Linked DNA regions of Mus musculus: all the other regions are linked to region 4. The links are chromatin contacts, called in public HiChIP or PLAC-seq, Micro-C and promoter capture Hi-C maps. All regions are on one chromosome and are shown on one strand. Each heading gives the region's core, a stretch centred on a gene start, on an enhancer-like site or on the middle of the called end of the contact. The rest is flanking DNA. Distances are from core to core; before and after follow the strand shown.

Region 1 (2,700 bases), core at 152-2,651, 370 kb after region 4:
GATTATCCTATCCAGACCAAGAATTATCTGTCTTGGTCAAAAAGTCTATGTGGTATCAGCATTATTGTGAACGTTTAGGATTTTTCAAAAAGAGGATTTTAGGCCAATGTCAAAATAATAATGTTAACCTCAGGTAGAAGATATTGCTGTCTCATGTTTATTTGGGGTATAGCGCTTCATTGTAGAAGTATAAAGAGGCTTCTCGCTGGATGCATTTTAATCTGAGGGATGTGCGTGAGTGACTTGCAAAATGACCTATGCGTGGACGTCGGGGCATTAGACAAATCAGTAAATACATACGCTCTCTGTCACCAAGATTTTCTTTGTACCTCTGCTAAGGACAATGGTTACTGAAGTGGACACCAAAGTTAGTGCTGGGTGTTTTAAATGTCTAAACAGTACAAAGTTAGCCAGTCTGTCACGCTAGAAATTAGCCAAGAAAGTCTGTCATCATTGTCGGTTTCAGAAAGTGGACAAATATATGAAAGGATAGAATCAAATTCAGCAAAGGAAAGATGGGCAGGTAACTGAGCAGCCCGGAGCATGTGGTCACGTGACCCGGCCACGCCCACCGGCTTTCAGGACACTTACTTGAACAACGGAGTTCCACAGACAACACATTTATATATTCCAGGATCTTTGTGATGTGTGTACTCTCCTTCAAAGGCACTGATAAACGATAAACAGAGCGTCAAAAACTGTTAACAGAGCTAGTGTTACTTCTTATAGAACACACTGGTTTAAATACATTTCTCTGGTAAAACTTTCAAGGGTCTGGGGCCCTAAAATGAGAACAGACCAGACATATGGAAGCTTGAACAATAGTAATATACTTCGAATATATACATATATATAATAAAATGTGCATATAACTACTCCAAACTAGTACAGGTTAAGTCAAAATATCAAGCCATCTAGTAAGTAATACTTAGAATATTTTTCAAATTAAAAAAAAAAAAAAAGCCCACTGTTTGAGTCACATGAAGAACACTGTTACCTAAGATTTCCGCGGCCCCACACCATACAAGAGGGGGACCAGAAAATGTAGCAGGTCCCAAGTCTTCGAGTGGAAGGAGTCTTATTTTTTGGTTTGAAAAGGAATATTGCAGCTTTAAGGAACTGTTTTTCTAAGTTAGCGATCTTACAGGCGCGGAGGTCACTCGGTTAATGCAGATCAGCTGTGTCGCCCAACAAAAAGGCCGTGTGCTCTGCAGCTTGGTTTTATTATCGTTTCGTCCCTCTTTACGAGGTCCAATTTTTTTTATAAACAGAATTTTTTTTTTTTTAAAGAATGACCTAATCTCTGGTTGTTTGTGTGCATTAAATCATTTTGCTAGGGCATGCACACAACATTGGCGGGCAGAAGTCCTGGACCCTGTGATCCAGCCCTGCCGCCGCCGCTGGTACAAGGAAGGCACACCTTGTGAGAGAGCTTCATTGTTCAGTAAACTCAGTGAACAGTGGGGGCTGTGACAGGGAGAGCGTGCTGTCCATTAACAAGGATCCCTGTGTGGGAAGGAAGCTCTTTCAGATCTTGAATGGAAACACAAAGTCACATCACGAATAAACCTGCATCAGGGGGACCATTTACAGCCTCGTGCCGAGCCCCGTGGTATGAATTAGACAACAAAATCATTAGGCCTTGGCAAGTTACTTTTTCGCTGGAATCAGCTGAGAGAGATTTTATTTTATTCACTAAAAAACAGTCTTGGAAGTGAACGACTGCCCCCCCCCCCCAGGATGTAGGGCGAACTTCCAAGGACCAAAGCCATGCAAGGGCAGTTATTGAAAATTTTTGACATTCCAACCACAAATGAGCCAATAAATACTTTCTCCACATGTGCTTCAAAAAGAAATCCGAGTGGGGTGGAAAGGAACTAAATTATGCTACCTTCTTTTTGCAGCCAAAACGTCTATGCTTTACAATGCCACCTTCAAAATGCCAGCCTCCTGGCATAGCGCCACATCCCTCACAGTTTTCCTTGCTGTGATGTCGTCCAAAAAAAAAAAGGGGGGGGGGCACCCAAATCGCTATTGCTTCCACACATTTCACTGTAAACTAAAAACAGGCCCTTAGCAAAAGTCCCGTGGCTTTATATAGATATAGTTCGCTGAGTGGAGAGAAGCAGAAAAGAAACTCAGCTTTAACTCAAACAGTGCCATCTCCAGCCTTTTCAAAGACAGTCATTTGCAGGCCTTACCCAGCATGCATAGTTTCTTTAAAATAATCAACAGGGAAGAAGACTCCAAGGAGTGGGAGAAAGTGGTGCTTGCCTGCTTGCTTGCCTCCCTGCCTGCCCACCTGCTTGCCTGCTTGCCCGCTTGCCCACCTACTTGCTTGCCTGCCTGCCTGCTTGCCTCCCTGCCTGCCTGCCTGTTTGCCTGCTTGCCCGCCTGCCCACCTGCCTGCCTGCCTGCTTGCCTGCTTGCCCGCCTGCTTGCCTGCTTGCCCACCTGCCTGCTTGCCTGCTTGCCTGCTTGCCCGCCTGCTTGCCTGCCTGCCTGCCTGCCAGCTTGCCTGCCTGCCTGCCTGCCAGCTTGCCTGCCTGCCTGCCTGCCTGCCTGCTTGCTTGCTTGCTTTTATTACAGCACACATTACCTTTCAGTTCCTTTCTCCTGAGTGACATGGTACTGTAGGGGTGTCAGCCGCTTCCTCAGTTCCTGCTGGGAAAAGACCACCTTACAGTTCTTTTTATCCCT
Region 2 (2,700 bases), core at 187-2,686, 420 kb after region 4:
ATGTTCCAGAACAAACATAAAACTTCCGTCATTGTTAACGGAAGCACTTACAAACTGCAGTGGGTATACTTAACTATGTACCACTGGTCCTGAGAAACCACTTCGTCAAGTCTATAACCCTGAGAATCTTCCCTGGATAACATTTTATACATCAAAGTACCTTTAAAACCTATTTTGTCTTTTATGCTGCACAGGGTGTAGTCGACTGTCAACTCAAGTGTGCGTTGTGTCCTGGCTAGCCGAACCTCATTTTGACAGTTCAGGCTATCCTAGCCATAGGCAACACAGCGACCACCTAACACCTCCCACATAATCCAGGTTTCTGGTGATTATAACGTTTTGCCTTGCCAGACAAAATGAATCAAGCTTTGATTTGTTTACTCTGTCCAAATTCAAGAGCCCCTGCAACTTAATATTTTCCTTTAAAACCTCCCCTTTGGACTTCAAATAATTAGTTTTTTGACACGCAATGGAAATAGGAAGAAAGAAAGAAAGAAAGAAAGAAAGAAAGAAAGAAAGAAAGAAAGAAAGAAAGAAAGAAAGAAAGAAAGAAAGAGAGAGAGAAAGAAGAAAGAAAGCTCTCTAATACTTTACATATGATTCAAAGAAAATTCTTTTAAATCCTTATTGCCCCCACTTATCGCATAACCTACAAAGGCAGGAACAGTACTTTTTATTCAGATAGTCTGACTTGAAATAGCCCAGTGGAAAAGTTTAAGAAATAAAAAGGGAGGCGGGGGGGGGGGGCTCTGATGCTTGTTTTCACTTGAAAAGAAGACAGAACTGGTACCTGCCCCCTGGAGTTTTGCTGGTACCTGTTTGGGCCTATGAGCCGCCAGCCCGGTCCGGGGTGCGCCCCTGTCCCCAGGGGCCTGGCGACGCCTTCCTGGTTCCCACGCCCTGGCCCGTTATCCCCCGGCCGCAGCTGCGGAGAGGCCCGAAAGAGAGAGAGACGCGCCCTCGGAGCTGCAGCCCGCGCCCCCGACCACCTCACTGAGCCTCCCCGAGGACCCGCGCGAGGACGGCGGCTCAGGTTCCCGTTGGGGACGGGTAAGGTGTCAGCGCGGCGGCCGGCGGGGCGCGGGCTCTCCCGCCTGACCTCGTTCTGCGCTGTCCCCTCGTTGGCGAGGAGCGTCTCCGGGGTCCACGCCGAGACTCTACGGCAGGGGGATGACTCTCAAGACTGAGGGGGCGGCGCGGGCGCTCCCGGGACGGGGGTGGGGGTGGGGGGAAACACTCCGGGTCCCAGGCTGACTCGGAGGGATCGGAGGGCCGGATGGGGCGAGGCGGGGACTCACCGCGCGTCGTGGTGGCCGCGGCCGCGGCTAGGCAGAGACCCAGGCAGAGCGCGATTGGGCACGGGAGGGTCCGCCGCGCACTCTTGGGGAAGACGAGCCTCCGCTGTCCGATCCCTCCTCCCTCCCGGCTCCGGGCGACAGACGGGGCGGCGGGAGGCATGACGGGAAATTCCTGGGCACGGGCGGCCGAGTCCAAATATGAGCATAGCAGACAAGCGAGGGAGGACGGCGGAGCGCGCTGGCCGCGGACGGGGCCCGCTGCCCGGGACGCGGCCGCCGCCAACTCCCGCCTCCGGCGCCGCCTCCACCGCCCCGGGCCAGCCCTGCGGGAACAGGGCTTCCGCGCGTGGGCAACCCGTAGCAGAGCCCCCTGGCAGCATCCACCTGAGACCTTTACTGTAGGGTCAGGGCGCCTGAGAGCTAAGGACCAAAAGTCCTGGCCTGTACCAAAGAGGCTGTGAAGTGCCAGTTAAGGTGTGACATGGTCGCTCTTGTGCCTACTGAATACCCATAATACAGAGGACCACCGACTGCGTCCCAGGGGTCGCACCTGGAGGGGACCTCACCACACCCACTATGTCCAGGTGAGAATGTCCTTATAATCCCCCACTATGTGTGAGTGAGTGTGTGTGAGTGAGTGTGTGTGTGTGTGTGTGTGTGTGTGTGTGTGTGTGTGTGTTGTAGTAAGATTCAGCAAAAGGGCAGTCCCTGAAATTTTACTTGAACACCATATATGGAGTCAAAGCAGGCCGGAAAAGTTTTCGCTCCAGCTAGAGCTGTTTTACAGGACATTCCTCCTCACCTTGACTCAATATTCACTGATACAATCTCTCCCCCAAACCCCAACTCACTCTCTCTCTCTCTCTCTCTCTCTCTCTCTCTCTCTCTCTCACACACACACACACACACACACACACACTTACTTTTGCACACTGTCCAAAGAGGAACTTTGATAATGTATTTTAAGGGCGCTACCTCTGATGACCAAAATGTCAGTCCCAGATGTTTGATTACAGGCCAAGCGCGTGCGAACCTGACTTTTTTTTTTTTTTTTTTTTTTTTTTTTGGCACTAAACTCCACAATTAATCAGATCCAAATGACCCTCTCTCAAGACAATGAATGTAATTATGCCTTAATTACTATAATATATATCCACACACACCCAAACAAATGTTTGACAGGATCTGGAGATGTGGGATGTTATACAATTACTTCTCAGCATATTAAGATGCTGCAAAAGTGATTAATTGATGTCAAACACGGACGGGGGAAATGTCAAGCAGATTTAGAGGGTGGATTATTCTAACATGAACTAGAGGGGGGTAATTTGTCCATCACGCCGCGCTTGAAGATGCTTTATTTGAAAGTTAGTAAACCTCATTTCTAAACAAACTCGATTCT
Region 3 (2,700 bases), core at 128-2,627, 270 kb after region 4:
CTCTTCCCTGAAGCTTGCCTGCTCCTTCTACCAAGCTGCTGCTTGGCTGTCTACTGCTGAAAATGGCAGGGTCCTTGCCTCTTAACTCAAAAGACATGTCTCGCCTCCCTCTCTCCCTCTTTCTTCCTCTCTTCCTCTCTGTCTCTCTGTGTGTCCCTCTCTCTCTGTCTCTCTCTCTCTCTCTGTTTCTCTCTGTGTGTCTCTGTCTCTCTTTTTCTCTGTCTCTCTCTTCCTCCCCTCTTGGCAGCTGCCAAAACTTACAGTTTGTCTACTCTGTTTCTTTTCTCTCAAACTCTAATAAACTTGTCCCAGAGTTTCCTTGGAGTCCATTTCTAAAGTCTTTTATTAACAAGAGTAAAAACCCCCAAGGAGGGAACCCCCAGTTATCCCAGAAACAATAATGCTAGATCCAAGAAAAGGGAGCTCTCAGGGTTCCCGCCTTTCACACAGCTGACCCAAACCAAATAGTTATTTGCCAGTCGCTCAACCATCTTACACCAAACACCTCAATTCCTCCCTCAGCAGCCCATCAGGTGGGTGCTTCGACCTCGGTCTAAGCTCCTGGCACCCCTCTTTCTTCTGGCCACTCATTTGATTGCCCTCTGCATTGCTCCTTTGAGGTCTGCCGGCAGGGTTTTAGAGAGAGTGTGTGCCTCTGCCCGAGGTAACAGGATTTAGCTTTGTGTGATAGGAAGCCCGGCGCCCGCCATGTGCTGGAGTGTGGATGCTCTTTGTTAAGCTCCCGGGGTCTGGAAGGAAGCAGCTATGCTCTTGTTTAATTCCATATGAGCGGCTTTTTTATTTTTACAAATAGTCCTCTTGCTGTTAGGGAGAGTGAGGGGCATAAATCATCATGTCTTTGGCAGCCAGGATTTCGTGAGCATGGTCCTCATTAAAGTCTTTAGTTGCAGGGTTCCTGGAGACCTTGCTTTGATACCAAAAAAACATCAAACTGAAGCGCCACGGTGGGGGGGGGGGTGGCATGGAGAGGAAGGGGTGGAAACTCGGGAGGACCTCAGAATTGCTGTTGGGAAGCAGCGGGGAAATACTAGGCAGCTACCAAAAAAAAAAAAAAAAAAAAAAGTAAAAATTGCAGGAGTTATATAGCTCCTTGCTGCAGAGTCCAATCAGCACCCCCCCACACACACACCCGCCAGTCCCCCCCCCCCAAAAAAAAACCCACAAAGGCACAGAAAGCTACAGCAGCCAGAAGAACGGTCGCTGGAGATGGTGAGGGAGGGGTTGGGGGGAGGAGAAAAGTTCTCGGAGCTTTTCCCTCTCCAGACCTCTGCCCAGCAGGCCTTGGACCTCAAGGAACTAACCTTTTCCTAAGGCCTGATCTCCCCGCTGGGAGGGAATCCAATCCCCGGGCAAAGGTCGCCCGGAATAGCGCTGTGCTGCTGGCTGCGCTGTTCATTCACAAAATGAGCTCCTTTGTGATAAAGTGGGGAGAGCAGCCCGCTTGTGTGCATTCCAGGCTGGTGGTAGGAGAGCCGCCAATAGCCGCCCAGGCAGTGGGAACTCTGGCACTAGCAGCTCCTTTTTCAGAGTCGTAGCGGCCCTTCGGAGCCCCGCGCCTCCAATTCCAAGAAATCAAAGCATGTTTTAAATGTGGGGGTGGGGGGGGGTAGTGTTTGGTGGTGGCAGTTTCAAGGAACCCAGCAGTGACTGTTTTTGAAAAGTGAAAATCCTGGCTGAATCCATCTATTTTGACTGGAAGTCACAAAAATGTACCAGGCAAAGGGCCAGGCACAAGGAGCCATTCTTAAAAATCGCCCCATGGACCGGAGGAAAACCCCTTTGAGTTTTAGGTTTTTTGGTTTTGGTTTTGGTTTTGGTTTGGTTTTTGGTGTTTGATTTTTGGTGTTTAATTTTTCGGAGCAGGGTTTCTCTGTGTAGCCCTGGCTGTCCTGGAACTCACTCTGTAGACCAGGCTGACCTTGAACTCAGAAATCTGCCTGCCTCTGCCCCCCAAGTGCATGTGCCACCACTGCCTGGACCCCTTTGAGTTTTGTGTTTGGTTAAACCAAGATGAGCTGCTTCCAGAGCAGAGAGATTCATTCCTGCTGGAGCCTGTATCCTCATGTCAGTACTAAAGACACACACCAGTTGGTCTTCCCTGCCTGACCAGGCAATACTTTTTCTTTATGCAGACAAGCAATAGTCAATGTCTTTTTAAAGGCCTGAAAGAGGGAGTGTTAGCCAAAGTCACAGGGGAAAGGACAGGGCAGTGACAGAGGAGTCACCCAAGTTCAGCTTTCTGTGGCAGTGTCTGCTGATCCTGGCAGCCCTGTCCTCCCTAGTCACTTCCCAGGGAACTTACAGCCCAGCTTGTCCATTCTCCATTCCTATGTATAAACTGGCATTGCAGGGATCTACACACAACGTAAATCCTCAGTGTCATTTGGGAAACGTGTTACACTTGAAAACCAGTTTGAACATGTGTGCTCGTGCACAGACACACAGAGGGGGTGAGGGGGCAGTCTGGATTATATAGGGAGAAACCTCAGAGGGAAGGGCAGCCCAGCCCCTGGGTTAAAAAGTTCAAGGTTGGGGTCAAGGTGTGCCAGGAAGGGACTGAGGGACTCTGGGAGACCCTGGAGACCAGGTCTGCTCCATTGTGTAAAATATGTACCTCGACTCCTTGTCCCAGGGTCCGAAACCAAAGGACGACCAATTTCTCAAGTCTTTATCTGCGTA
Region 4 (2,928 bases), core at 56-2,555:
AGGAGCCAAAGAGGGACCCGACTCCTGGCGGGGAAGCGACCCTGGCTACCGTGCACTTTCCTTCCAGAGCTCCCTGGGCGAAGCGCGTTTCCCGGGCCCGCGGGGGCCTGGGATCCTCCGGGATCCTTTCCCCGCCAGCCCCGGCGGCTGTAGCAGCTCGGCAGGCATTTAAATATCCTCGGGAGGAGCACCAGGCGGGCAGTCGGCTCCGCACGCGTTCTTTGTCGGGAGGGCGCGAGCCTTGGGCCATGGAGTGTGGGGAGGGCACCGAGGGGGCGGCCGCGGCGCATCAGCCTCCTACGGGAAGGCGGCCCCGAGAAGCCGGAGAAAGCCGCGGGTCTAAGAGCTTCGGACTCGCAGTCCTGCCCCTCCTGAACTCCCCAGTCCCCCCAGTCGCCAAAGCGGCTGACAAAGCGACGCTTTTATTCTTTGGGACCCCCGAGGCTCGATGCCCCCCCCCCGAGCCACGCCGCGCCGCTCCGGGGCTGCGCACAATAGCGAAAGTCCCTGTCCACGATTCGCGCGACCCCACCTCCACCGGGTGGCTACGGCTCGCCGCGGGACCCCAGCTCTTGGAGCCGGGGAGCGCGGGTACCCGGAGAGACTGCGCCGCGCACTCTCCAGGGGAACTCGGTCTCCCGCCCCACCTACACCCGGGTGGCAGGCGGGCTAGCTTGCGCTGCCGTAGCCGCTGCGCTCCCGCGCTCCGGTCGCCCGGCGTGTCGCGGGGCCCCGGGGGCAGAGGCGTCGCGGGTGGGCTGAGTGGCCCCTCCGCGTCGGCGTACTGACTTGCTGCTGCTTCCTGGGTCGGCCGCGTCCTCGCTTCTGTGGCACCGGGGCGGCAGGTTGTCCCTGGGCTGATGTGGACGGCTGCCCGGCGCCCTCACCGCGTGCGCTCATCCTGCCTCCCGCCGCCGCTACCACTGCCTCTACCGGTACCGCCGCTGCAGCCGCTCGGCCTCCGCCGCCCCGAATCCGCCCAGCACCTTTCGGGAGACGGGATGTAGAGAGCTGGAGAGGGCAAGAGCGGCGAGAGCAGGCGAGCTGGCGAGTGCGCCGGGGACTACTGCTGCTGCTTAGGCTGCCGCCGCTGCCACCATCAACACCGGACGTCCAGCGGCTGCCAAAAAGAGAGAGGGGAGGAGGAAGAGAGGAGGAGGAGAGGAGGAGGAGGAAAGGAGGAGGCGCTGCGGGCAGTGGGTGGCGGAGGTAGAGGTGGAGGTAGGGAGAGGAGGCGGGAAGCGAAGGAGAGGGAAGAGTTGGAGGCGGAGAGGGTTGCTCTCTCCGCAAAGGCTCGGGAGTTGCGGGTACTGGGACGCTCGGCAGCGGCTTGGAGAGGGAAGAGACTTGGAGTGAATTGTGTCCCTTGAAATGTTAGGCGGGGAAAGAATTCCGCCTCCTCTCCCCCACCCCAGAGGGAGAGAGAGGGAGGGGGGCGGGAAGGAGAGACAGAGACGCAGAGAGCCAGAGAGAGACACAGAGAAGAGGGACAGAGACAGAAACTCAGAGAGAGACAGAGACAAAGAGACAGAACGGGACAGAGATAGAGACTGACTAGTGCGGTCAGAAACCGAGGAGAGAGTGGAAGTTTCTGCCAGGATCCGGTAGGGCGCCCAGCTCAGCTCTAGCAAGGAACAGAGCAGTGGGTGGCACCGCGCCTCCTCGGGTGGCGGGGTCAGGCGGCGGCACTGCACAGATGCAGAGGGACAAGCTGCTGGCCTCTGCGCTCTGCACCCGGAGCCCAAGTTTTGCCCGTGCTGCAAGTTTTCAGAGTTCCTGCCCGGGATTCAAGAGGGATGAGTGTGTGCGTGCGTGTGCGTGTGTGTACACGCGCGCTCGCACTTGCGGAGGGGGTGGCGGGAACGGGGAGTGCCCACCTCTGATCGTGGGCGGATAAAGGGGAGGGGGCTGCAGGAGAAGCAAGAGGAGGGGGCAGGCCAGGCGGACAGCCGAGCCCAGGCGCCTGGCCGCGGGCCAGAGGCAGCGTTCGAAACACAACTGCCTCGAAGGCGGCGGCGCCCGGTTGCCACCCGGAGCCCCGGCTCACGTGCTCCCGCCAGCAGTGGGGTTAAAAAGACAGGGCCTAGGCTCTCCTGCCGGATCGCCGCTGGAGGCCACCCCTGAGCGGCTGTCCTAGGAAGGCGAAAGAAAATGACTATCTCAGAGTCACCCTGGAGAGCTTGGCTTCTACCTGTGCTTCCACCGAGGGTTGCCCGAAGTTTCCGGAAGCATTCAGGGTCAACCGCCGCTGTCTACTATTTCAGCCCCGGGAAAAGAGCGACCAAGGAGTCGGAGCGCCCCTTGCGACCCCCCCCCCCCCCCCGCTCCACTGAGAAATGCCCTCACCCCAGAGTGCACGGGCCGGCGCACAAACAAGCGTGCACAAAGATACACGGGCCCACGCGTGTGATCGCAGACAAGCTTGCACGAAAATTCATGTGTGCGCGCACACACACTTCACTGGCAAGCAGGCATGCAAACAAACCCGTGCTTAAGCACACACTACCAGACACACGATGGTGCCAGTAAGCACATTCGCAACAAAAGCACACACTTGCACACTATACACAGGAACACCGAGTGTGCCAGCTCCTTTATCGAGGTCCCCTCCCCCAGGACTGACTCCTGGAGCAGGCGCTGCACCCCCGTGCTGGGACGCCCATAACTCTATGGGATATTACCGATCACTTATCCTTCCACCGCACCAATTGCCTGAAGTTTGCCTTCATTTTAACCTTCTCCCTCAGAATTCCTTTCTGCCAAGTCCTAATTTTATAGCCTGGGCTGTTTCTAAGTTATGTGAACACCATCGTGGCCACAGTCAACTTTTTTGAAAGGCGTAAAACGTTCTAAAAGGCACCTCTTTCTCATCCTTGAATAACACAAATCTGAAAGGGGGAAGAAAGAAAATCTTAGGGTCAGATTTTC
Region 5 (2,886 bases), core at 82-2,581, 310 kb after region 4:
AGGAGGTACCTGAGAAAGGCAGAGCTGCTGGATATGGGTAGTCTCAGCTTGCTTGCCCCGGCTTTTATTGCTTCCCACTGTGTCTGCAACTGTCACTCGCCTGTTCTCATCATCATTACTGAGTACGAGGGGCAGATGCCAGTCTTCCTCAAAAAATTTAGAAGTCTAAGCGTCTTTTAAAGCCACATTTCAGGATTAGCATTCAAAAACCACAACGCTCACTACTGAGACACCTGCCATATTGCTACAAGATAAAGGTCTGGCTTTCGGCTGTTTCCATACCAACCAGCCAAGTGCACCTCTGCTTCTTCCATTGCAAATTTGGCCTGCTCTGTGCAATTACAACCGGATCAGTGTGATTTTAAAATACTGATCTTATTAATTGTACAGCAATATAGTAATGTTGCCCTGAGAGTATCAATATATTTTATAAAGATATGAGTCCTATTGTGTACACGAAGATATAGGCACAATGGGGCTAAATGGCTTGTCCCTTGTACACACAGTGAAGTGTGGACCTTGGGCCTGACTATTCTGTCTTAATCCCCGACATCCTTGCTCCGACCTTCTGATGCTATGTGAAAGTCTGGTTTAGGTGCAGTACCTGTGAGATCCTGTTGGCCTTTTTGCACAGCATGGGATTATTTAGTGCTCAAGACTTCATACTAGGTCTTCTCTGATCTCTCTCTTTCCTACTGATGAAGTGTGTTGTCCCTAATATTTTATTTTGCACGGGGGAAATCTTCTAAAATGCTCGTCCAGATGGAGTTCACATGAGGCATGCAGAGAAAGGCTTATGCAGAGGCAATGGGCAAGCATTCTTCTTTGTGAACTTTGGACAAAAAAAAAAAAAAAATGGAGCCTAGTATTTTACACTTGTCTTACATTCTGCTGTTTTCAGTGGAAAATATAAAATAAAGACCTGCCCAGAGGTAATGTTTTGCATCTCTGCGGCAACCTTCCCTGAGTCCTCTCACATCTGGCAACAATGTAACATAAGGAACGACTTCAGACCTTCACACCCTTCGAGTGAGAAAAAACAACCTTAGCTCAGACTTTCCGTGCAGCCTAGCAATCTAACGCAGCGCTCCATCGTTATCGCAGCCTAGCAATCTAACACAACACTCCATCTTTATCGCAAAGGCCACATGTCTAGATGCTCTGTCCTTGCCAGTTCTCCTCTCTGCTGCTGAGCACCAGCTCTATGATGTCACTACACAACCTCCACCTCTTAATCAAAAGGAGGGTACCTACAAGGACAAAACTTGAAGGAAGGTATGCATTGGAAGAAAATGATGCCAAGGCTACATAGAAGCTTACCAAGAAGCTCCACAAAGCCATCTCCGTTTGCAAGAGCTACACACAGTTCTGGACCTAGTCAACAGCAAAATACATGGATGGGCAGAACTGCCATCTAGACGAGAGAGAGAGAAAGAGAGAGAGAGAGAGAGAGAGAGAGAGAGAAACATTTTCAGCAGCATAAACTGCCCTTATAGCTTCTGAAAAAATAGCTCTGTTAAGATAAACCACTTTTTGGTTTTTTTCAATCAGTTGTGCATTAAGAACACTTTGTTTTCACCGCTACCCCTGATTTTACAGCTCAGCTCTGTCTGCTGCTGCTGGGCTGCCGCTCTCTTTGATGCCGCTTCCTTCTGCCTCACTGCTGTCTGCAGGAGTGAAGGACAAGGATGCTGAGTTGATGCAGTATCTTTTGCCGGTCGGACGAGGTCCATCGTCAAAAATGTGCCCGAGATGAGCACCACACTGTAAGAGAAAAAGGATGCTTAAGGCACACATGCACCAAGTGGGCTTTGAGGGGAGTGTGTGGGAAGTCGTTGGAGTGGCTGGCTGGCTTGGGGAGGAATAGAATAATGAAAAGCATCCTGAACCATTTCTAATCTGCCTGTCAATAGCTGAAGAGATGGCTCCAGACAGACTTTGTACCACATGCTGAGAATAAAAAACACTCGAATTGTGCATATCAGACATCATTTAAGAGCCACTGTATGTTTTGATCTGTGAACTCTCTCAGTCAGCTGGAAATTGACTGCAGTAAGTTTACGAATTGAATTGACCCTTGATCCCCCCCTTGTAAGAAACAGGGCAGAATGAAATCTCTTCCCCCGGGCATGACTTTTTGGCTTTGGATGGGTGGGTTTCAGATATGCAGAAGTCCACTGTAAAAGATACACTTTAACTGGCCATGACAGAGGTGAGGGTTGTTTGCAGGGGTGATAAAACTTAACATCAGTCCTGGATGTTCTTGGAACCCAGGGAAGCAGTGGCAAGACTCGGGAGATTTATGTCATGGTCACCAAAGCTGCAAATAGAGCACATGGGAGGGCTCCAGCCCGTACCATGGCTTGTCTTCTAGCTTCCAATAGGTGGACTGTCATGCTGGCTTTTCTTTTCACACACGAAGTGCATTGGGGAAGGAAGAGGCGGTTCACTCAAACCTAAGTCCTTGACTATTCAGAGTACTGAGGAAGGTGAGTGTCAGAAGAAAGGACAGCTGGTAATGTTCCATCGAGTGGAGATGTCATTCGGATGCAGCATCCCCACAGAGGCCAGCTACTGAATACGTGCCTGCAGTAACTGTTTTAAAGCCGAGTATGGCTCCAGATGGTACCACACGCCACATGCACACACCTCCCGCTTCCTCTTAGCCGGGACAGGGTAGATAGATGGAGACATCCATGCACCACCTCCGAAAGGCTTTGGGGACACAGACCTCATTGTGCGGCAGAGAAGCCAATGGCTGGACTAAATGATTTCCACAGATTTCCACATAACTGACAGCTATGGAGTACCTGTTCACATGCCTGGCACTGTCCTAGACTCTGAAGATTCAGGTACCAATCCCTGGCCTCTGAGTGCTTACCTGTC
Region 6 (2,700 bases), core at 106-2,605, 290 kb after region 4:
TGCTTATGATGAACAGCTGCTGGCTGGACCCATGCAGGAAGAACCAGCCTCAAGTTAACTCCTTGTTCCCAGCCAGCCAGGAACTGACTGCATCCAGACTTCTGAAGCCACAGCTCTGAATGAAGCAGCTTTTTATGAATGGAGAGCCATGCCAAAGGTCTTCAAAGCCCATGGGATCTCCTGAGCATATCTTCACTCCCCCCGGTCTTTCACAATAGACACCCTAACGTGTCCACCCCAGGAATCGAGAGGCTCAGACCTCTGGATCTACCACTCTTCCCTAGTTTTTTGGAAGACCTCAGCCTGTTGCTGTTCAGAGGCACAAATGGCACTGCCAGTGAGTGGAATAGCATCTGAAAGCTGCCTTAGTTTGCACAGTCAGTTCTATCAGAACAGGGAAAAGAAGGGCACATCCTAAAGACACGTTCTGTGTAGTCAGAAGTCCTGTAGACAGAAGGTCTATAAAGCTTCAGGTTCTGTTAAATTACTGCAGGAATCAATCTTAGCCATGCTTTCCAATGCAGCAAAATGTGATTATTTTTCCAAAGGGAAAAACGAGCCCCAGTTTGCAGTAGATGAACAATCAGGTGGGAAGAACTGGGCACAATTCTGCACCCAGGATCAGCCTCAAACCTTCCCTCAGCATCTGCTGAAGGCTCCAGCTCCATCCTATAATAGCGAACAGGATAAGAGTATCAGCTCACAGGAGAAACATATCTATACATTGATAGCTGTACATTAGTTGTAGGTACTACAAAAACTCAAAGACTATCGGAGAAAAACTTTAAAGAACAGTTTCCTTTGAGCTCATAGTTTAGTTATTTCAGTCCTATGGTCACCTGGTTCCCTTGTCTGTGAATTATAGTGATGCAGACTATGTGATGGTCTAACTCTGATCAACAACTTTATTGGATTAAGAAACCACCAAGGCATTAGTGAGTCACACCTTACCTCTGAACTTATCTGTGAGCCTTTTTCTAGAGAGGAATGACTAAGAGGGTAAGACCTTTCCTGAACATAGTAGAGACCTTCCCATGCACTGCGGACTTGGCTGGATAAAAAGAGGACTTGGCTGGATAAAAAAAACGGGAGAGGAGAAAGCCTCTGAGCTCCGTCATTCCCTCCTCTCCTTTTCCTGGTCCGCTGAGATGTGAATCAGCAGCCTCATGCTTCTGCTGCCACGCCTGCTAGCCACTCCCACTACCATGCCTGTGAGCCACGCCCACTGCTATGCCTGATAGCCACTCCCACTGCCATGCCTGATAGCCACTCCCATCGCGATGCTTTCATGATTGTGACAAACTATACTCGCAAACCATGATCCAAAAGAAAACCTCCTTCTCTCGCATTTGGTCACAGCTGCTGGAAAAACAATAGAGAACAATGTGGAGGAAAGCAGTCGGGGTGGAGCAGGGCTTCTGATCTCACTGCAGCTGGGTAACAGCATGTGAATTCGGGCAAGGTAAGCCATTCAAAGGTACCCTCCCAACCCGCCACTTCCAGTTAGGTCATACCTCCCAAAAACACACTCAATGATGAAGTCATCAGTAGAATGGTCTGTTGGTGTGGTTGGTATCCTTCTTATCCATCTACTTCTCAACAAAACTGCCAGACTCAAAACCTGAGACTTTGAGGGGCATTCGAGGGGCATATCACTCAGGGTTCTCTAGAGGAACAGATCCAATAGAACGTATATTACAGAGGTAATCCATTATGATGGCTTACAGGATAGGTGCACTCGTGCCTGCTGTGTGTGTGTGTGTGTGTGTGTGTGTGTGTGTGTGTGTGTGTGTGTGTCTGTGTGTGTGTGTGTCTGTGTGTATGTGCTGTTACCTGCAGAGGTCAGGAGGGGGCGCATATCTCTTGGAGCTGGAGTTAGGAGTGGTCGCACAGAACTCAGAACCTCCGGGGGAACAGCAAGTTCTCTGAACTGCTGAGGCATCTCTCAGGCCCTCTGCCAGAATCCTTTGAGTAGATCCGCCCTTCACTCTTCTCCAAGGTTTTAAATCTCTTCGTGAAAAAAAAAACAGAATCAGACAAACTTAAGTACCATCATCTCCTTACAACGAGCAAAGAATGTTATTTCAGGATAACTCTGTAGGTTCAGCAGGATGGAAATTCCCACTTTCCTCTAAACACCATAAAACAAATACAGGATCGGGAAGCCCCGCTCTTACTGTTCCCACGGGTTTCCCAGATAAGAGTCGTATCTGTCTTTTCCACTTCACTGGCCTTCGGTCTAGTTGGTTTGTTCTCAGAGTGAAAAGGATGGTGGTATTGTGTGGTACTGAGACGAGCTGCCGTTATTGGCAGCTGTCAATCTGCCACTGTGCTCCACCACTGCTCCACATTGGCTGAGATGGAGCCGGACTTCACGTGAGGTATGGCGGTTGTGTGAGTCATGGCCATCACATTAGGCAAGCCAGACTATGATCAATACTAGGATTTTATTTTCACTCTAAGAGCTTATATCTCGAAGACCAGAGCACACTGCACAAGAGTCTGACTAGCTCTGTCGGTTAGTCTTTATCGGGGCTGCTAACAGGAGGATGGGCGAGGGGTTACTCACAGGAGCAGGGTTGACTCAAAGGCAGGCACATCACAGAAAAGTGCACCCCATCATGGATGGCAGCTCACTGAGTGGTCTCATAGCTATCTGTAGGCAGCTTTAAAGGCCAAAGACTCAGCAGTTTGGCCATT
Region 7 (2,753 bases), core at 233-2,732, 350 kb after region 4:
CCAAGGATGATCAGGCTCATGAGAGGGAGAGGCTGGGGAGCCCTGTGACACCACTCTCAGAAGGAATTTACAGCCACTCCACACGCTAAGGTGTTTTAGGCTGAGACACAGTGAAACTCATAACTAAAAGTGTGACTTCTAAATCAACAAGTTATGTCATTTCCCCCTGCAAATTATTATCTATTAGGGTTGAAAACTAATGTCGATGTATTAAAATCCATCACAGGGCAAATTTTGCATCTTACTAGAGAACAGCACTGGGAGCTCCGCCTTGCACAGATCTCAGTGGCAGGTGAAGGACTCAGCCTGGCAAGCAAGAGCACTCTACGACCACACCCATGCTTAATGACAGAGAGCAACCCAGTATGGCTGAGAGCACCACTGTTGATAAACTCTGGCCTGGTAGATACAGAGCAAGGCGATCTTAATTTTCTATGATCCCCCCAATAAAACATTAAAACGTCTATGTCATAGATGAATTTCCAACTCTATGGTACAAAACCCTTCATACTTTGCTCCATTACAATGTATCTTCCCCCAGCCCCTGCCCCAAAACACTTACAGACACTCTTCAAGCATTCAAACATGTAAGATGCTTTGTCTATTTACAAAGTGATATTCTGTTTTGAACAGTGAAAGTGTGCAACAGACAACCCTGTTTTTAAAAGGGAACTCTTTGCAGTTAGAGGGCAATTAATAATTGTTTCAAAGTTATTAAAGTTCCTAAAATGAACATCTCAAATTATGGTCTGAAGCAGCCTGTATCTGAGATGGGGCTCACGTTTTGAAAAGAGATCGCTCAGTCTGTTTTAAATCAAAATGGTTCTTGATATACTAAATTATTTTTCAAAGCATAATGTAAAAAAAATATGTACTCAGAATAACATTATTGGTGTAAACATACCTGAACCAGAGTCAAATTTGGTTTCTGACCTGCAAAGCAAAAAGAAAAAGGAAATTAATGTAAAAATTATAAAAAGATCTGGGATGGGAAGTGCAGTAACTATAGATTTCTCCATAATGGTCAAAGGAGGAAACCATCCCCTTACATGTAACTTATATATTTATTTCAACCATTTCAATTGAACGAATATAAAAATTCAGGTCCCATGGCAAGGAAAAAAAAAAAAACTTTCCAAGTTTGTTTTTCATAGAAGGGATTTTATAGTCCAAAATTTCTCATCTTTCTTTACAGATAAACTTACTTCAATTGTATTATGGAGCAATAAACAGATCCAGCCCATAGTTATTATCAGAGATTTTCAACTGCTTAACACCAAGTAATTTTCCAGCAGGTTCTTAGCACGCAGCACATGAACTTAGTAACCCCATACACTGAATAGGGAGGAAGAGAGAACAGAGTTCTTGTGGGAACGTGATGTTTCAGATATAGGTGAATGCTGGCTGTAGGCTCAGAAGCCTTTGAAGCCCTTGGTCTGGCTGTGGGAAACTGCTGTCGGGTAATTACTCTCAAGATGCTGCTGAGATGCTTTCAAGCAGAATTAACCCTGTGACTGGGCCTCTCCACACGGGCCACTATAAGACAGCATTGTCTATACCGAGCGCTCGGCCCAATTAGTGGGCATGCTCAGTCGGATTTATATCACACATTCACAGGCGACGGTATATATGTTCACAGCTGCCACCTCAAGGTACAAGGACTGAGCAGCGGGAGTCCTGTTAGGGATGTTACATTGACAGAGAAGATTTTCCCCTCTGTGGAAATGCAGTTAACTCACTGGGAAAGGGGGGAGTCCTTTGAAATTATGCCAGAGCGCATAGGATGTCGTGGCTCTCCTCGCCTAAATGAGCTCTGAGCGAAGGCATCAAAGCATAAGTGAGAAAATAAGAGACTTCTGTCTTCTATGGCCACAAAGGTCTGAGCTCTCCAGTCTCCCCAAAGCTCACCTTATTTTTGAACAAAATCAACATTTTTCATTTACATACTATATATAAGTATATGTGTGTGTGTGTGTGTATGTGTGTGTGTGTATATATACACACACACATACATATAAGTATGTATGTATGTATGTATGTAACCACAGGTTTTGCTTTGCTGGGGGTTTTCTCGGTGCGGTTCATGGAATTAAACCTAGGGGCTCACACATGCTAGGCAAACACTCAGCCATTTAGCTCTGCCTCCGATCCAACCAATCACATTTGCAGCAACTACCTCTAAGAACACACGCAGACCCAACACCCTCCCCAAATCCAGTCCTCATGTCTGTCCTCCTCTTCTATGCCCCCTCCCACTCCCAGTGCAAATTCATTTCACTCTCTGTAATCTACAATTCTGCGAAGCCCGGCTTTATGACTGACAGCACCACTCTGACAGCTCAAAGCTGTCACTTCCTTACCTACCTCCCCGCTAGACCTCAGCCATGCCTCAGTAACCTTTGTAGCCACAGCATCTAAACACGCCTGGTGTCTGTGCTTAGATGCCAGTCAAGGGAAACCGCAGTGACAACGGTCTTAATAAAATATATTTTTTTGAGATAGGAGAAATGATGTCAGAAAACTCTTTCAGAGAACCTTATACTGTCCTGAGACACCCAGTCCATGTGCAATATACCCACAAAACGGACGTAAAATATGTTCACAAACAAATTGTTGCCCTGGGCATCGATTAAAAAGCAGAAAACATCTTCAGAATCCTCAGACATAGTATTAAATATTAAAAAAAAAATACATTGTAAAGAATGAAAGCATGAACTTAAAATTAATACGGTCAGATGTGCAGTTAGGGAAAC

What was found. Promoter capture Hi-C pulls out the DNA fragments that hold promoters and counts their contacts. Hi-C and Micro-C count contacts between places; a contact is called where the count stands out from the background. HiChIP or PLAC-seq counts read pairs in DNA pulled down with a chosen protein or histone mark.
Region 1: an H3K4me3 HiChIP or PLAC-seq map of embryonic limb bud shows a contact between it and region 4, with 8 times the contacts expected there. The contact joins the enhancer-like site here to the promoter of Hmga2 in region 4. A contact is called at or near these places in 8 of 39 promoter capture datasets (the 3T3-L1 cell line, the HPC-7 cell line, cranial neural crest and 5 more), 1 of 15 datasets of contacts at CTCF or cohesin (the NIH/3T3 cell line), 10 of 484 Hi-C or Micro-C datasets (the C2C12 cell line, the Patski cell line, bone marrow-derived macrophages and 6 more) and 17 of 115 datasets of contacts at active chromatin or transcription factors (the HPC-7 cell line, bone marrow-derived macrophages, craniofacial prominence and 12 more).
Region 2: a Micro-C map of embryonic stem cells shows a contact between it and region 4, with 4 times the contacts expected there. The contact joins the promoter of Msrb3 here to the promoter of Hmga2 in region 4. A contact is called at or near these places in 10 of 39 promoter capture datasets (the HPC-7 cell line, cranial neural crest, embryonic stem cells and 5 more), 3 of 484 Hi-C or Micro-C datasets (all in embryonic stem cells) and 16 of 115 datasets of contacts at active chromatin or transcription factors (the HPC-7 cell line, acute myeloid leukemia, bone marrow-derived macrophages and 9 more).
Region 3: an H3K4me3 HiChIP or PLAC-seq map of embryonic limb bud shows a contact between it and region 4, with 4 times the contacts expected there. The contact joins the enhancer-like site here to the promoter of Hmga2 in region 4. A contact is called at or near these places in 9 of 39 promoter capture datasets (the 3T3-L1 cell line, the HPC-7 cell line, cranial neural crest and 5 more), 4 of 484 Hi-C or Micro-C datasets (bone marrow-derived macrophages, embryonic stem cells, muscle stem cells and 1 more), 15 of 115 datasets of contacts at active chromatin or transcription factors (the NIH/3T3 cell line, bone marrow-derived macrophages, cardiomyocytes and 9 more) and 1 of 9 other capture datasets (embryonic stem cells).
Region 5: a contact with region 4 is called in a promoter capture Hi-C map of cranial neural crest. The contact joins the enhancer-like site here to the promoter of Hmga2 in region 4. A contact is called at or near these places in 3 of 39 promoter capture datasets (cranial neural crest, neutrophils and second pharyngeal arch cranial neural crest), 2 of 484 Hi-C or Micro-C datasets (bone marrow-derived macrophages and nephron progenitors), 8 of 115 datasets of contacts at active chromatin or transcription factors (bone marrow-derived macrophages, cardiomyocytes, craniofacial prominence and 4 more) and 1 of 9 other capture datasets (embryonic stem cells).
Region 6: an H3K4me3 HiChIP or PLAC-seq map of craniofacial prominence shows a contact between it and region 4, with 4 times the contacts expected there. The contact joins the promoter of 4921513I03Rik here to the promoter of Hmga2 in region 4. A contact is called at or near these places in 9 of 39 promoter capture datasets (the 3T3-L1 cell line, the HPC-7 cell line, HPC-7-derived erythroid cells and 5 more), 2 of 484 Hi-C or Micro-C datasets (muscle stem cells and nephron progenitors), 11 of 115 datasets of contacts at active chromatin or transcription factors (the NIH/3T3 cell line, bone marrow-derived macrophages, cardiomyocytes and 8 more) and 1 of 9 other capture datasets (embryonic stem cells).
Region 7: a contact with region 4 is called in an H3K4me3 HiChIP or PLAC-seq map of embryonic forebrain, with 3 times the contacts expected there. The contact joins the enhancer-like site here to the promoter of Hmga2 in region 4. A contact is called at or near these places in 5 of 39 promoter capture datasets (the HPC-7 cell line, cranial neural crest, frontonasal cranial neural crest and 2 more), 2 of 15 datasets of contacts at CTCF or cohesin (both in the NIH/3T3 cell line), 4 of 484 Hi-C or Micro-C datasets (bone marrow-derived macrophages, embryonic fibroblasts and embryonic stem cells) and 10 of 115 datasets of contacts at active chromatin or transcription factors (bone marrow-derived macrophages, craniofacial prominence, embryonic forebrain and 5 more).

Annotation. Positions count from the first base shown.
Region 1 is chr10:120,849,385-120,852,084 of GRCm38.p6, forward strand. It overlaps Msrb3 (methionine sulfoxide reductase B3), which reads right to left. Exons shown (of 7, transcript NM_177092.4): 3 at 2,600-2,700; 4 at 592-669. Among named protein-coding and RNA genes, the nearest start is that of Gm15910, 6.9 kb to the right of the region's middle. Within about 2 kb of position 1,402, at least 39 of the 459 cell types and tissues checked have an H3K27ac peak or open chromatin away from gene starts, as enhancers often do. A contact at or near this core is called in embryonic fibroblasts, embryonic forebrain, embryonic limb bud and 1 more, where this site is marked.
Region 2 is chr10:120,897,535-120,900,234 of GRCm38.p6, forward strand. Msrb3 (methionine sulfoxide reductase B3) reads right to left here and starts at 1,437. Exons shown (of 7, transcript NM_177092.4): 1 at 1,299-1,437. Gm4473 (a long non-coding RNA gene) reads left to right here and starts at 1,513. Exons shown (of 2, transcript XR_001779656.2): 1 at 1,513-1,882.
Region 3 is chr10:120,743,889-120,746,588 of GRCm38.p6, forward strand. No RefSeq gene overlaps it. Among named protein-coding and RNA genes, the nearest start is that of Gm35182, 7.2 kb to the right of the region's middle. Within about 2 kb of position 1,378, at least 150 of the 459 cell types and tissues checked have an H3K27ac peak or open chromatin away from gene starts, as enhancers often do. A contact at or near this core is called in the NIH/3T3 cell line, craniofacial prominence, embryonic forebrain and 8 more, where this site is marked.
Region 4 is chr10:120,475,164-120,478,091 of GRCm38.p6, forward strand. Hmga2 (high mobility group AT-hook 2) reads right to left here and starts at 1,306. Exons shown (of 5, transcript NM_010441.3): 1 at 790-1,306. The coding sequence starts at 900.
Region 5 is chr10:120,782,475-120,785,360 of GRCm38.p6, forward strand. Msrb3 (methionine sulfoxide reductase B3) reads right to left here. Exons shown (of 7, transcript NM_177092.4): 7 at 1-1,764. The coding sequence ends at 1,594. Among named protein-coding and RNA genes, the nearest start is that of 4921513I03Rik, 18 kb to the left of the region's middle. Within about 2 kb of position 1,332, at least 5 of the 459 cell types and tissues checked have an H3K27ac peak or open chromatin away from gene starts, as enhancers often do.
Region 6 is chr10:120,764,377-120,767,076 of GRCm38.p6, forward strand. It overlaps 4921513I03Rik (RIKEN cDNA 4921513I03 gene), which reads left to right and starts at 1,356. Exons shown (of 3, transcript NR_038000.1): 1 at 1,356-1,462.
Region 7 is chr10:120,824,204-120,826,956 of GRCm38.p6, forward strand. It overlaps Msrb3 (methionine sulfoxide reductase B3), which reads right to left. Exons shown (of 7, transcript NM_177092.4): 5 at 905-933. Among named protein-coding and RNA genes, the nearest start is that of Gm15910, 32 kb to the right of the region's middle. Within about 2 kb of position 1,483, at least 27 of the 459 cell types and tissues checked have an H3K27ac peak or open chromatin away from gene starts, as enhancers often do. A contact at or near this core is called in the HPC-7 cell line and embryonic forebrain, where this site is marked.